3 separate regions of the Mus musculus genome follow, and regions 1 and 3 are each linked to region 2. A link is a contact called in public Hi-C and promoter capture Hi-C data. All regions are on one chromosome and are shown on one strand. The core of a region is the stretch at or near the end of the contact, and the rest is flanking DNA. Distances in the headings are between cores, read along the strand shown.

Evidence for each region. Promoter capture Hi-C pulls out the DNA fragments that hold promoters and counts their contacts. Hi-C and Micro-C count contacts between places; a contact is called where the count stands out from the background.
Region 1: a contact with region 2 is called in a promoter capture Hi-C map of fetal liver, with 3 times the contacts expected there. The contact joins the enhancer-like site here to the promoter of Chst14 in region 2. A contact is called at or near these places in 4 of 39 promoter capture datasets (the 3T3-L1 cell line, embryonic stem cells and fetal liver), 2 of 484 Hi-C or Micro-C datasets (CD8 T cells and embryonic stem cells), 3 of 115 datasets of contacts at active chromatin or transcription factors (embryonic stem cells and pancreatic cancer cells) and 3 of 9 other capture datasets (adipose tissue, liver and pancreatic islet).
Region 3: a contact with region 2 is called in a Hi-C map of bone marrow-derived macrophages, with 81 read pairs. The contact joins the enhancer-like site here to the promoter of Chst14 in region 2. A contact is called at or near these places in 20 of 39 promoter capture datasets (the 3T3-L1 cell line, 3T3-L1-derived adipocytes, the C10 cell line and 12 more), 1 of 15 datasets of contacts at CTCF or cohesin (CD8 T cells), 17 of 484 Hi-C or Micro-C datasets (the 3T3-L1 cell line, CD8 T cells, the G1E-ER4 cell line and 11 more), 12 of 115 datasets of contacts at active chromatin or transcription factors (CD8 T cells, the HPC-7 cell line, acute myeloid leukemia and 6 more) and 3 of 9 other capture datasets (adipose tissue, liver and pancreatic islet).

Annotation. Positions count from the first base shown.
Region 1 is chr2:118,881,971-118,885,963 of GRCm38.p6, reverse strand. Ivd (isovaleryl coenzyme A dehydrogenase) reads right to left here. Exons shown (of 12, transcript NM_019826.4): 12 at 3,055-3,993. Among named protein-coding and RNA genes, the nearest start is that of Gm32798, 3.8 kb to the left of the region's middle. Within about 2 kb of position 2,488, at least 150 of the 459 cell types and tissues checked have an H3K27ac peak or open chromatin away from gene starts, as enhancers often do. A contact at or near this core is called in adipose tissue, fetal liver and pancreatic cancer cells, where this site is marked.
Region 2 is chr2:118,925,159-118,929,346 of GRCm38.p6, reverse strand. Chst14 (carbohydrate sulfotransferase 14) reads right to left here and starts at 2,850. Exons shown (of 1, transcript NM_028117.3): 1 at 762-2,850. The coding sequence starts at 2,695. The coding sequence ends at 1,565.
Region 3 is chr2:118,956,899-118,961,170 of GRCm38.p6, reverse strand. No RefSeq gene overlaps it. Among named protein-coding and RNA genes, the nearest start is that of Gm39914, 29 kb to the left of the region's middle. Within about 2 kb of position 1,345, at least 28 of the 459 cell types and tissues checked have an H3K27ac peak or open chromatin away from gene starts, as enhancers often do. A contact at or near this core is called in the G1E-ER4 cell line, the HL-1 cell line, acute myeloid leukemia and 3 more, where this site is marked.

The DNA.
Region 1 (3,993 bases), core at 1,239-3,738, 43 kb after region 2:
TTGTTGTTACTGTAGGTTTTTGTTTGTTTGCTTGCTTGTTTTGTTCTGTCTCACCACAATGCCTTGGCTGGCCCCAAACATGAAATCCTCCTGCCTCGACCTCCTGAATGCTGGGACTATGGACACATGCCATCGATGGTATCTGGCAGGAAATGATTTTTGACCTCTAAAATCTAACAGTATTATAAGGTGACCATAGAACAAATAACCAATGTTGTCAGCAACACATGGGCCAGGCATCACATGACGCTGCTGCTGATGTTCCCACATAGACAAGTGCAATCCCAGAGCTAGCCCTCAAGTTTACAGCCTAAAGGCAGAGAAATGGGTACATCAGATAATAAAACCCACTGTGCAGGATGGGGTGCAGGATGGGGGGCTGCCTCCGGCTGAGTGCTCTAGTTAATCTAACAGCAACCAGCATCCAAGAAATACTTGGGAGAAATGAGGCTAGCCTCTCTCCCTGAGAGTGGGCAGGCGTACTCGAACTGCCGAGCAGTTCTAGAATTCTAGAACAGCAGAAGCTGTGGCCTGGAGCTGTCCCTTGTTGGAGGAAACAGGTGGCAGGCATGAAGAAGAGAATGCCCACCTTGCCCTTGAACGTGTCGTGCGCCCTTGGATGTTCATGTGCCAAGGTGGGAGGAAGGGGAGTGGGCTGTGGGTGAGGTGGGGAGAGAGGAGAAGAAAGGCTGGAGAGTTCTTCTGGAGGGAGCCTGCAGTGAGGCTTTAGGGGAGGGCACAGCACAGAGCTGGAAGGACTTCCTGGATGGAGAAACCAGCTGGGGCAAAGGCCCAGGCCAGAGTAAGGCAGGGAAGACTGCGTACAACCACAGCTGCTGTGCTCAGCAGCGGAGAGGGGAGTTGCAGAAAGAGTCAAGATAGACCCAAATTGTGTTTGCTTTGCTAATCCTTAGGTCCCCCTCCCCCAAGACAAGGTCTCCAGAGCCCTGTGTGACCTGGAGCTCTCTCTAGACTAAGCTAGCCTTCGAATTCACAGAGACCTGCCTACCTTGCTTCCCAAGTGCTGAGGTTAAAGGCACGCAGCACCATGCTTCCTTATTAACACTGGGTCTAGTGTGTTGCTCAGGTAGCCTCAAGTTCCTGGCCCCAAGTGATCCTCCTGCTTCAGTCTCCAAAGCATCTGGGACAAAGGAGCTCTACTGAGATGTTAGGTCTTTATTTGGGGGGCACTTTCCCAGTCCTTTTACTTAGGTAGCCCAGGCTTGCCTTGAACTGGATATATAGCTCAGGCTGGCCTCAACGTCACTGTAATCCTTTCCTTCAGGCTCCTGAGTGCTTGGGTATACAAGATGCCTACTATGCCCAGTGTAACCTTTGTATTGACCTTAAATGTGCTGGGATGCATGGTTGGCTCCATCAGAGGAGGCTCCATTGTTCTCTCTGGCTCAGGGTGGAGGTGCAGTTCAGCGACCTGGACTGGAAGAAGGGAGGCAAGTTGGATTGGTGTGGAGAAGTCGAATTCTGAATGGCTCTTGGTTAGAGGAAGTAGGTAGAGCACAGTAGGGGAGAGCCCCCACCTTGCATAGTGTGGCTCTGAGTTCCTCCACTGTGGAGTGGAATATAGGCAGAAGAAGAGGCTGGTATGTGCTCCTGCCCTGTCCCCCCCCACACCCCCCATCTATCTGGGGGCTTGTCTAAATGCCTGTTGGATAGTGAAAAAAATATGAGCATATAACAAGATTGTCATAAATGACAATTATGCACATTAAAACAGTATCCTTAGGAGGACCTACAATCGAACCAATCAATCAATAGAGCACTTAGAAGCATGAATAGCCAAAAAGGAACTCCTTACAGATTCAAAAGAAGTTTTGTCCTGGGGGAATGGTACAGGGGGAAGGAGGGGACAGGCTTTCCTCTTCAATAAACTTTTAAAAACTTACATTGTTTTGGAGGGTGGGGAGACGGCTCCCCCGGGTTAGGGGCATTTGTTCATTGAGAGGCCCTTGAATGGGTTTCCCCGCTGCCCACAAGGCAACTCATAACATCGTTCTAGGGAATCCAGCTCCTCTTCTGGTCTCTGCGGGTATCAGACTAACAAGCAGAACACATATACACACGCAAGAAAAATACTCATACACATAAAATAAGTTTTGGAAAAAAAATTACAGTTTTTTAAACTCTGACCATAATTTTTAAAAGAATACCACACTCATCTTTGCTGTTTATGGTCTCCCTGTTTTTGTTTGGCCTTCTTGTATGAGATGGTGGTGATAGTGGATAGTGATCTTTCAATGTTCTCATTTAGTAAAATACAAATTCTGGGGAAATTTCAGTCTTGGAAACCGTGCATCCAGAGCACGAGTGGGAAACTGGAGCGTCCAGAAAGTCACCGCGCCTGCGAGTCCGCGGATGGCCGGTAGGGGTCAGGCGAGCTCCACGCAGCGCTGACTGAGCGGGTCCCGGGAGTCCTCGCTGCAATCGGCCGCCCGCAGAGCTTTAAGGCAGGAGTCTTAAGAAGTGAGAGCACTTTAGATCCGCCATAAGCAGATAACCGATGGCCATGCGGATTCCAGCCCCCACCAGGGCACGCTGTGTGCTAGACGCTCTCTCCACTCTGTGTGCTGTTGCTTTACTCCGGCTCGGGCCCCACCCAGCCTCCCGGGCGTCAGAGCGTGGCTGGCTCACCCGTCGTTCCTAGGTTTGAGCAACTCACCCAGCAGGGCTTTGCATCCTTAAGCAATCTTGCCTTGAGCACTCAGTTGGTTGCAAAGGTCAGGGAAGGAGTGGATGTGTGAAGTGAAGCAATATTACAAGGGACTACCACTGGGATGTGGGGCTAAGACTCTGGTCCCTGGGGAGAAACTCTCTCCAGGCCCAAGTTGGATTATCAGCGGGGTGGGTGGGGGTTGGGAACCAAAACCAAACCAACTCAACCAAACAAAAACCCCCATATAGCTGCCTTAGCCCAGTGTCACTCCCTAGGGAGCCCAGGTGTTTGTCACTAGATTCTGATAAGGCACAAGACCTGGCTACACTTAACACTTCTCATTAGCAGCGTCCCACCCCCACTATTCCCATCCACTTTTCAGACATAGTTTTTATTTTGTCTTTTATTTAAAAACATTTCTTGTGTGTCACATTAAAAAAAAATTCAGAAAAACAATCACATTCTTCCTTTCAGTTGCTATAGCTGGATACAAACAGATTGGGTAATTATAGCTCATGGTTCCAGAGGCTGACTATCAAAAGCATGGCGCTCCCAACTCCAGTGTTCTTCTCTTGCCTGATAACATGGTAGGAGACCTGACACGACAGAGCAGGCACACTAGTTTAAGATTCCCTTTTATAAAGCCACTAAAGTCATTACTACCTAAACCATTAACAAATGGCTGGGACTGAGGTTTTTAACAGGTGAACTTCTGGGGCACACTCTCGTTGGTAGGGTTCCTATGGCATGACTGGGTGACATGTTGCCTTCTGATAACTTATGGAGGTCAGAGGGCAACTCTCCATCCCCCATATGGGTTCTTGGACTCCAACCCAGGTTGTCTGGCTTGGTGACAATCTTGCAGGCGTGCAGGTCCTCTGCCTCATTTTGATCATCTTCTGTGGGTTGTTCCAGGGATCTTCCTCAGCTGGTCAGTGTATCTACTGCATTCATGAACCCCCTCTTAAGATGGGACGGGTGTGGGGTTGCTAAGGTGCTGACTCCACCTGTCTCAGACCTCAGCACTCCACCTAGGCTAAGACTGTTGGGCTGGGAGCCAGGAAAAACAGTCTTTATTTTTGGGAACTCACATGAATGTGGTAATCCACGGCCTGGGCGCTATTTGTGACGGCCCAAGGTTGGGAGGCCCAAGGTTGGGATGTCCCTGTTGCTAGCCCATTAGGATCCTAGCTCCAATTCTGACCTTGAAAAAGTCAAGTATTAAAAGAACAAAACAACCTTGCAGAGTTTGAGCTGGGTGTGGTGGTTGCACGTGCCTTTAATCTCAGAACTAGGGAGGCAGAGGAGGATCTTTGAGTCCA
Region 2 (4,188 bases), core at 1,601-4,100:
GGTGTACATATCATGTTCTAAGGTAGTGAAGGCTACACAGAGTCAGGACTCTGTCTCAAAAACTAAACCAAACCAACCAACCCCCCCCTCCAAAACAAAACAAAACAAAACCAAGAAAAAATCAGCCTGTTCCTGCCTAATCTAAGACACGGCCGAGCTCATGCCGCCTCTCCATCCCCTTGAGCACTACTCTTCTTTTAATCATGTGTAAATGTGCACATCTGTGTGAGTGTATACCACATGTGTATGGGTACCCACAGAGGTCAGAGCCACGAGATTCCCTGGAGCTAGAGTTACAGGCAGCTGTGAGCCACTTGAAGTGGGGGGAATTGAACTCAGGTCCTTCTGAACTTAACAGTAAGCCACCTCTCCAGCCCTCATTCCCTTTAAGGACTAATCCACGTAGGTGTGCTATGTACCTGATGCCACATTGTGTATCCCTCTGGTCTGGAACTCCCTGTATATACCAGGCTGGCCTCAAACGCACAGAGACTGTCTTGGATTAAAGGTGTGTACACTCTCTTCCCCTGGCTGGTGCCATTCTTGACAGGCCTTGCCTTTTAAATGGCATCTTAGAAACTGAGTCTGTGAGCATATTAGAATTCCCAGAGGACTTCATGGTGTGACAGGGGCCACTGGACCTGTTTAAGCAGGTTTAGTTACATTGTCTTGTTGCAAGCTTTCTCTTTTCACCTGGGAAAACGAGCATCTAGGAGTCTCCCAGCACCAGTGGGAACTGTGGGGAATTACAGAGTTGCTCATTTTGTATATGAAAAAGCTTTATTAAAAGTTAGCCCTTACAAGGATCCTATTAAAATATACACATTTTAAATAAATGCATTAGACAAGTGACAGCCAGATATATGGGCTGTACAGTCTCACATAGTCTCCAAAGGTTTGTAGGGAAGGGAGGCTTATTGAAGATGCTCCAGGAGCCCTAGGAAGAGGTCAGGCACAGGCGTCTTTGGATGCTTGAGGGGCTGGGCTTTAGAGCTTCGAGGTAAGGGCCCCACTTCCGTTTCTCTTTCCTTAGAAAAATGATTCAGACCTAGCAAGAGGAGGAAATGTAAAAGTCTGGAGTAGAATTGCACACATTTCATTTCTAAGGCACCACAGCTCACTCCAGTCCTGAGGTCCATGGGATGGGTGAATAGGGGGTCACAGCCATTGGTCCTAGGCATGATCATGTGCTTGGCTAGTGTCATATTTGGGATTTGGCCACAGGTTAAATTACAACAGACCAGGTGGACTGCATAGACCCAGCAGCCAGGGGGCTGAAGTCAGTCTTTCGATCAAACATATGGCTTTAATAACCACTGGTGCCCTGCAGACACGGATACCACAGGCCCCTAAGAGAGGCAGTTCACCAGTGAAAGCAGCAGGCCTCCTTTCTAGCTCTGTCCTCTGAGCCACTGTGGACAAGGACCTCCAAGGACAGTCCTTACCACTGAGATATGGAGACACCTAGAGAAACCAGGAAGCCACCCAGAGCCAGGAGTTTCTCTGAAAGACATCCCAAAGCTGATATCATTAAACCCAAACTCCAAAAGGTGCTGGCCTACTGTCATTGGTGACAGGCTTCCTTGGTGACATTGGGCAGTGGGTAAGCAAAGAGGGAGAAGTCCAGGATATACTTAGGTAGCACATCTTGAAGCAGGGCCCGTGGAACATTGCACAAGTGGTAATGCAGACTTTCTGGGCTGGCTGGCCGGTACCAGGCCTGGCGAGCTGGGAACCGGACATGGGGTGGGGCCCGCACCCACTCCAGCACCTGGTTGGCATCAGCCTCCAGCCTCTCATAGGAACCCACGAAGTCGTAGTGCACAGCACATGGTTGGCACAGGTGGTACACAGGCATCCAATGCTCATTCATATGTTCAGGATCCTCATCCACCAGGTATCTCAGGAACTCTGGGAAGGTGACATCGTCCCCTGCAGGGCTGGGGCCAGCTCCAGCCCTGTAGCGCCTGACAATTTCGGCCCCATATCGCTGCTGGTACTCTCGGATCTCTCCAAACTTGTTACGGTAAGCAGACAGGAGGCGTTCCAAGGGGTCTCGCACAAACAGGAACTTGAAGTAGTGCTGCAGACGGTAGCGAATCTCCTCAGGCCGCAGGTCTGCCAGAAACACCAAGTCACTGCGGTGGTCCATCTTGAGGCGGACATCCACGTTGTTCAGGATGCCAGCCAGCACCTTCAGCACACGTTTCCAGTTAGAGCAGGCCACTTTGGGGACATAGCAGTAGAGGAAGCGGTAGCGGTCACTTACGAGAATGTGGCGCAGCAGGGTGCGCCGCTGTCCCACCGGCAAGTCCCAGGGGTCCCGGGGCATGCCTGGTTGTCCGCACACGGCCCTCAAGGTCCGGTTTCGGATGTCCTCCCTCACTTGCAAGTCCGAGTCCCCAGCATCCAAGGATAGGCCTCTAGGCTTAGGATCTGTCCCGCTCCAGGCCGCGCCTTTGTGGCTGGGAGGGTGCAGGGGAAGGGGTTTCATCTCCGATAGGATGCCTCGCTCGATCATGAGCAGCAGTCCGCTGGAGGCCACGATTACAGCGAACATCAGCATGGACGGCAGCAGCAGGGGCGGCCCCCCGAGCCCAGCCCGGGCCCGGCCCAATGGGGCCCGCCTTGGCGTGCGGCCCAGGGTCTCCGCGCTTTTCGGGGCAGCCAGTGGGGTCAGAGGGCGGGGAAACATGGTGCTGCGGCCAGACCTCGCCGACCTCGAGGCTGCAGGGGAGGTGACTGCAGCAGGGGCTGGAGGTCTCGGGAGGGGAGGGATAGTGGGTGGCCAGCTCCCGGGGTGCAGGCAGGGACCAGGGCCGGATGTCCCGCCCGGCCGCTCTTCTCTCCCCGCCCCTCCCTGATACAGGCGCGAGGGCGGGCCCACGTTGTGGGGCGGGGAGAGGGGCGGGTGCCCGAGTCCTAGGAGCTAGTTGCGGGAGGCCGCAGGCGGACCCTAGCCCGGGAGAGAACTCATGAGCCTGGGCCACTCCAGACAAAATGAGACCTGGAAAGCAGGAGCTACTGAGATCCCGTGTCTCTTTAACACGTGTCCTCTTGGTGCTCCATTTAAGATTTGCACCCTCCATCCTGCTTTAAACTGCTCTGGAACCGCTGTCCCTCCAGCTGTGACCTGAATGCAGGACAACCCACCACTCAGTCGGTCTAGACATAAAGGAGATCTGTCCTGACCGGAAGCATGGTCCTTAGCCGCTTGTACCAGTCCCAGCCCAGGGCAGGGCCACTCTGTCAAGCTCTGGCTAATGTCTCCATGGTGACATTTTGCTTTAGTAATTCCTAGGGACTAGTGCTTATCTACTGAGCAATGCTGATCTGTCTGTAAAAGGAATCTCCCCTGCCAAGTCTGAAGCAGTAGGCTAACTGGGACACTCTGGTCGGAGGCTATGGACAAGTACCTCGGGACCACGTATGGCCAATATATACTTCAGGACAACCTACAAGTACAACGCAGCAACCACAGAAAGGCCTCTTTGCTTGGAGCCAAGATGTACCCAGTGGCAACAGATTGGTCAGAGTACTTTGAACAGCAGCATACAACTAGTCCCTAAGCACTACAGCTTGACTTCGTGTGGGGCCCCAACAAGGCTTAAGACAACAGAACTGGGGAACAAATCACGTTTTTTTGTTGTTGTTGTTGTTGTTTGTTTTTAACTATTTCCTATAGTCATCAGCCACTTGACAGTAGATTCTGTGGCTGTTCACATTGTATGGACTCTGGGGTAGCTGTGACTGAAGGTTTTGTTGTTGTTGTTGTTTAGGTATGGGTTTCACTGGCTAGCCAAGGCTGACTTTCAGACCCAATTCCTAGTCATGACAGCACATTAGATGGGAGGACGAAGAATTGACTTTGGTACAGGTTATGCCCAGAGGATGATGAAAGGACTGGGTGGGAATGGTGAGACTATGAAGCTGATTAGGCAGATGAGGGGGTCTGAGGGATAAAGTGACGTGTGTGTGTGTGTGTGTGTGTGTGTGTGTGTTGTTGTTGTTCAGAGAGCCACACAGAAAACATGGGGTAAATGTCTGAACTGGGAGGTTCAGTGGCTTTAAAGTTGGATGCTGGGTGCATCTCAGGCCACTTCTGACCCTTCACTACACTGCTGTCCCTTTCTAGGCAGTGTATAGATTTCTGGTGGTGGGATTGCCTGCTCCATTTGTCTGTAAAGT
Region 3 (4,272 bases), core at 96-2,595, 33 kb before region 2:
AACACTCACACCCACCCACCCACACACTCAGATAAAAATCAGATCCTAGTAAGCTGATACAAATGTTGGAAGGGTAAGGAATATCTTTTTTCTTGTTTGTTTGTTTGTTTTTTTCAGACAGTGTTTCTCCGTGTAGCCCTGGTTATCTTAGAACTCACTCTACAGAGTGAGTAGGTCAGGCCAGGGCCCCAAACTTACAGAGATCCACCGACCTCTATTTCCTGGGTGCTATTAAGGGTAAGTATATCACAATCAGCAGAGATGCTTCAACAAGAGCAAGATCATTGGTGTTTCCTTAAAAGCAACTTTAATCCCAGCTCAAAGGGAGAGGCAGGTGGATCTCTGTGAATTTGAGGCCAACCTGATCTACATATCAAGTTCTAGGGCAGCCAAAACTACATAATGAGACCTTGTCTTAAAACAAGACAAAAGTAAATCTTCACCTTGGACATACTTAAAATGTTCTGCTTCCTACAGCATGTGGCTGTCAGAGAGGGTATTCTGACCTGAGTGTTAGTTGGTGCCTGTTATCTATGCTCAGACATCTGGTGATTGCATCACCCCACTTGTGAGCTCCTCCTTCAACTTACGAAAGACCCCAGGCTCTGGCATACAGCATGGTAACTGCCACTAATAACAAGGATAATGTCCATACATTCTACACATTCTACATTTGAAAGTAGATCTTGTGTTCTTACCGCACACACAAGGTATATGAGAATGGTAAATATGTTAATTAGTTTGATTGTGGTAATAACGTATATTATTATCATGCCACGCTACACATACATATACACGTGAGCACATGCTTTTATGCGGCAGTATCTCGATTTGTAGCAAGCTGGCTTCCAAATCCTGATCATCTTTCTTGCCTCTGCCTCCAAACTGCCAAGGCCACGGTCGTGCACCCCTACCCTGCTATACAAACTTCTATTTGTCAAGGACACCACAGTATAACTGGGGTTAGGAAGATACCAGGGTTTGCATATCTCCGGAGGAGAACAGGGAGTGCAGACCAACAAAGCAGACCGGCCATGTGTGGGATGGAACAGATGACCTGGACTCTGCTGGGAGAGCCGTTCTTTACCTAGGGAAGACAGCAAACTAACCAGGCAAGGGGCTAACCCTGGAGCAGAGTCAGGACCACCTGACCTGAGAATGGGACAATACAAATTACAACCACAAAATTCCCCCACAGGGGTTGCAGAGGGAAAACCCCCTAGCTAAGGAACTGAAGATAAGGTCAGGGGGCAAAAAAAAGGCAAAGGAGTATTTATCCCCAGAGATAGAGGATGTTTCCAGAAACTGCCTGGGCCTAAGGGTCAGAGTGAAAGACCAATGGGGAAGAAAAAAGGGAACACACAGCAGAGGCAAAACCCACGTGTTGGCTTTGGCTCCTGCCTGTGTCTGAGAAGTAGGGAGAGGGAGAGAGCAAGCAAGGGGTGGGGGTGGGGGTGGGGGTGTAGTTCTTCCTGCTCTCTGCCTTGGCTGCTTTGTTAGGGAAGAGCCTCGGGAGCTGATGGTCCTGGGCTCTCCTTGTTGCTAGCTAACCACATACACACACACACACACACACACACCACCTCCAGCGTCTTTGTGAAGACAATTATGTGTTAACATCTTGAGACAATGCACACATTTAACATTATTTTAGGACACTCATTATTTTCCCAGTCAGTCCCACCACGTGGGTTGCCGGACTAGGACTAAGATTCTGTAGATCAGGATCCTTTGGGTTTGACAGCAAATGCCTTCACCCACTGAGCCATCTTGATGGCCTCCTATGGCTTTTTTTATAAAAAAGACAGTATAATCAATCCAGTGTTTAAGAGAGAAGGTCCTGGAGCCAAATGGCCAGGGTTTAAATCCCAGCTCATCCGTTTGCTAGCTTTGCGGCCTTGGGCAGGAGTTACTAAACCGCTGTGGGCTTCACTTTCCTTGTCTATAAAATAGTTGTGATGACTGCATTTGCTTGGCCTCGAACTCAGAAATCTGCCTGCCTCTGCCTCCCAAGTGCTAGGATTAAAGGTGTGCGCCACCACTGCCCAGCACTTGGAGAGTTTTAAATGAAGATGAAGAGAGATTACACACAATAGGCCAGGACCATCCCTGGCGTGTAGTAATACATAAATGTTTCCCATTTCTTACAGGGTTTGAGGGTTTGGCTTTTCATATCTCCCCAGCTCCCTGGGATGGTCTGTTCTAAATCTTTCCTGCAAGTTGGTGGCCCATAAGTCCACAGGCGGGGATGTGGACTGCCCCTGCTTCAGGCTGGATGAGATCAGTAGCTGCCAGGGCTTAGGGTTCAGCTCCACTCACCCCATCCATTTCTGTCCCTCTTTCTTTTCTCTCTTCTCTTTTAGCTGTGCTGGTGATTGGCCTCAGGGCCTCGTGCATGCTCTACCACTGGGCTACACCCTCAGCTCCATCATTTCTATTTTCTTTATTGGTTGGGGTGATATGCTTCATCTTCTACTTGGCTACACAAAGGTAGAACTCAGTAGAAAGCTTGACTCTTTTTCATTTACTTGCTTACAAGCTGTGAAGCCCAAGTGACTGGTCTAATAGTCCTAACCAGTCACTAGCCTGTTTTAATTACAGTTGTCCTGTCTGGCCTTTTCTAGTGGTTCCTAAATTGTCTTCAGGACTTCGGCCAGTAAAATAGTGTGCAGGCTTATTTTGCGCATGGATTACATAAGGGAACAGAAGCAACCTGGGTGTTTTTGGTATTTTGGTTTACCATTCCAAATCAGATCCCCCCTCTTTTTCCCCCTCTCAGCTTCACCTCCCCCAGGAAGAGGCTGAACTCTCTCACAGTGGCATTTGAATTTGTTCTAGCCTTTGTCACAAAGCTTTGACTAAACACAAAGATCATGGTGGGCACAGTACAGAGGAAATCAGATGTCTCCTGGTCCCACCCCCGTGTTTATCCAAACTGTAAACTTTACCAATTTTTCTTTCCAACAGTGACTTTATGGACCTACCTCAGCAACTGTAACTGAGCTGCTATTTGTGGAAGTTCTGATTTCTATGACAGGAAATGGAATCTCAATACCACAATTTGAGTGGTGTACTTCCTTGATGGGACGCTGCTTCTAATATCTTCAAGTGACTGCATAGCAGACAGATGTGGATATTAATTGATCTACGGACAGATCCAAAATAGCTCATGAAATGCTACGGATACAAATCCAAAACTAAAGGAGAATTTTTGTTTGTTACTTGAGGCAGGGTCTCCTGTAATCCAGGCTGGCTTTGAATTAAGGATGGCGTTGGACTCCTCATCCTTTATGTTTCCATGTCCTGTGTCCTGGGATGGCAGGCAGATTGATTATTACAGCCAGGCACAATAGCTATGTGCAGATATGTGCGGGGTCACGTATGGAGGTCAGAGAAGTTTCTAAGTCAGTTCTATCGTTCCTTTCCTCTTTACACGGGATCTGGGGCTTGAACTCACATCATCAGACTTGTGTGGCAATGGCCTTTATCTGCTGAGCCATTTTCTCCCACTTCTATAGTTATGCTATATGAGTCTTTGGTCTTTGAAGACAAATTTCCTTTTTTGATCCTCATTTTCAGTTCTGTGTGCCACCGTATATTTAATACTTCCCACCAGTCCTCGGCTTGACATTTCTTTAATAATTTTGACAGTCTTAATGAGTTTTTAAGACTGTCTATTAAAGTTATACTAATCAGCATTCTCCAGAGAAACAGGCTCAGCCTGCTATAGGTAGAGTATAGGGGGACTTTCTCACCGCAAATCAGCCCATGTGGCTATGATGCCAAGAAGCTTTGAGATCTGGAGGAGCTAGAGACCCCAAAGCTGAGTCTATAGCTCCGGGTCAGGTCCAAAGTGTTGACAAGCAGAAGAGGAGCTGGAGGTCTAAGTTCCAGCCCCAGAGGGAAGAGAACTCATGGAGTCTGCAAGCGAGGTGAACTCACTTCTCTGAGGGTGAGACCACAGTTCTGTTCATTTGGGCCTTCCACTGATCAGCTCAGAGGCTCACCCACTCTAGGAAGAGCCACAAGCTACTCAGGCTACCTCATTAAATGTTAGTGGGACTTATTCAGTGTAATGTTCGACCACTCAGGCCCGGGTGGCACACAGAATTAGCCAGAATTGAGTTTGTAATTCACTGGTAAGAATGTTTAGCTAGCAATGTTTGGCCCTGGGTTCAATCCCAAGTACTAGCTCCTCAAAAACACACACACACACACACACACACACACACACATCACAAAAGTAGAAGCAAGAAGACTTTGATGCTGCCC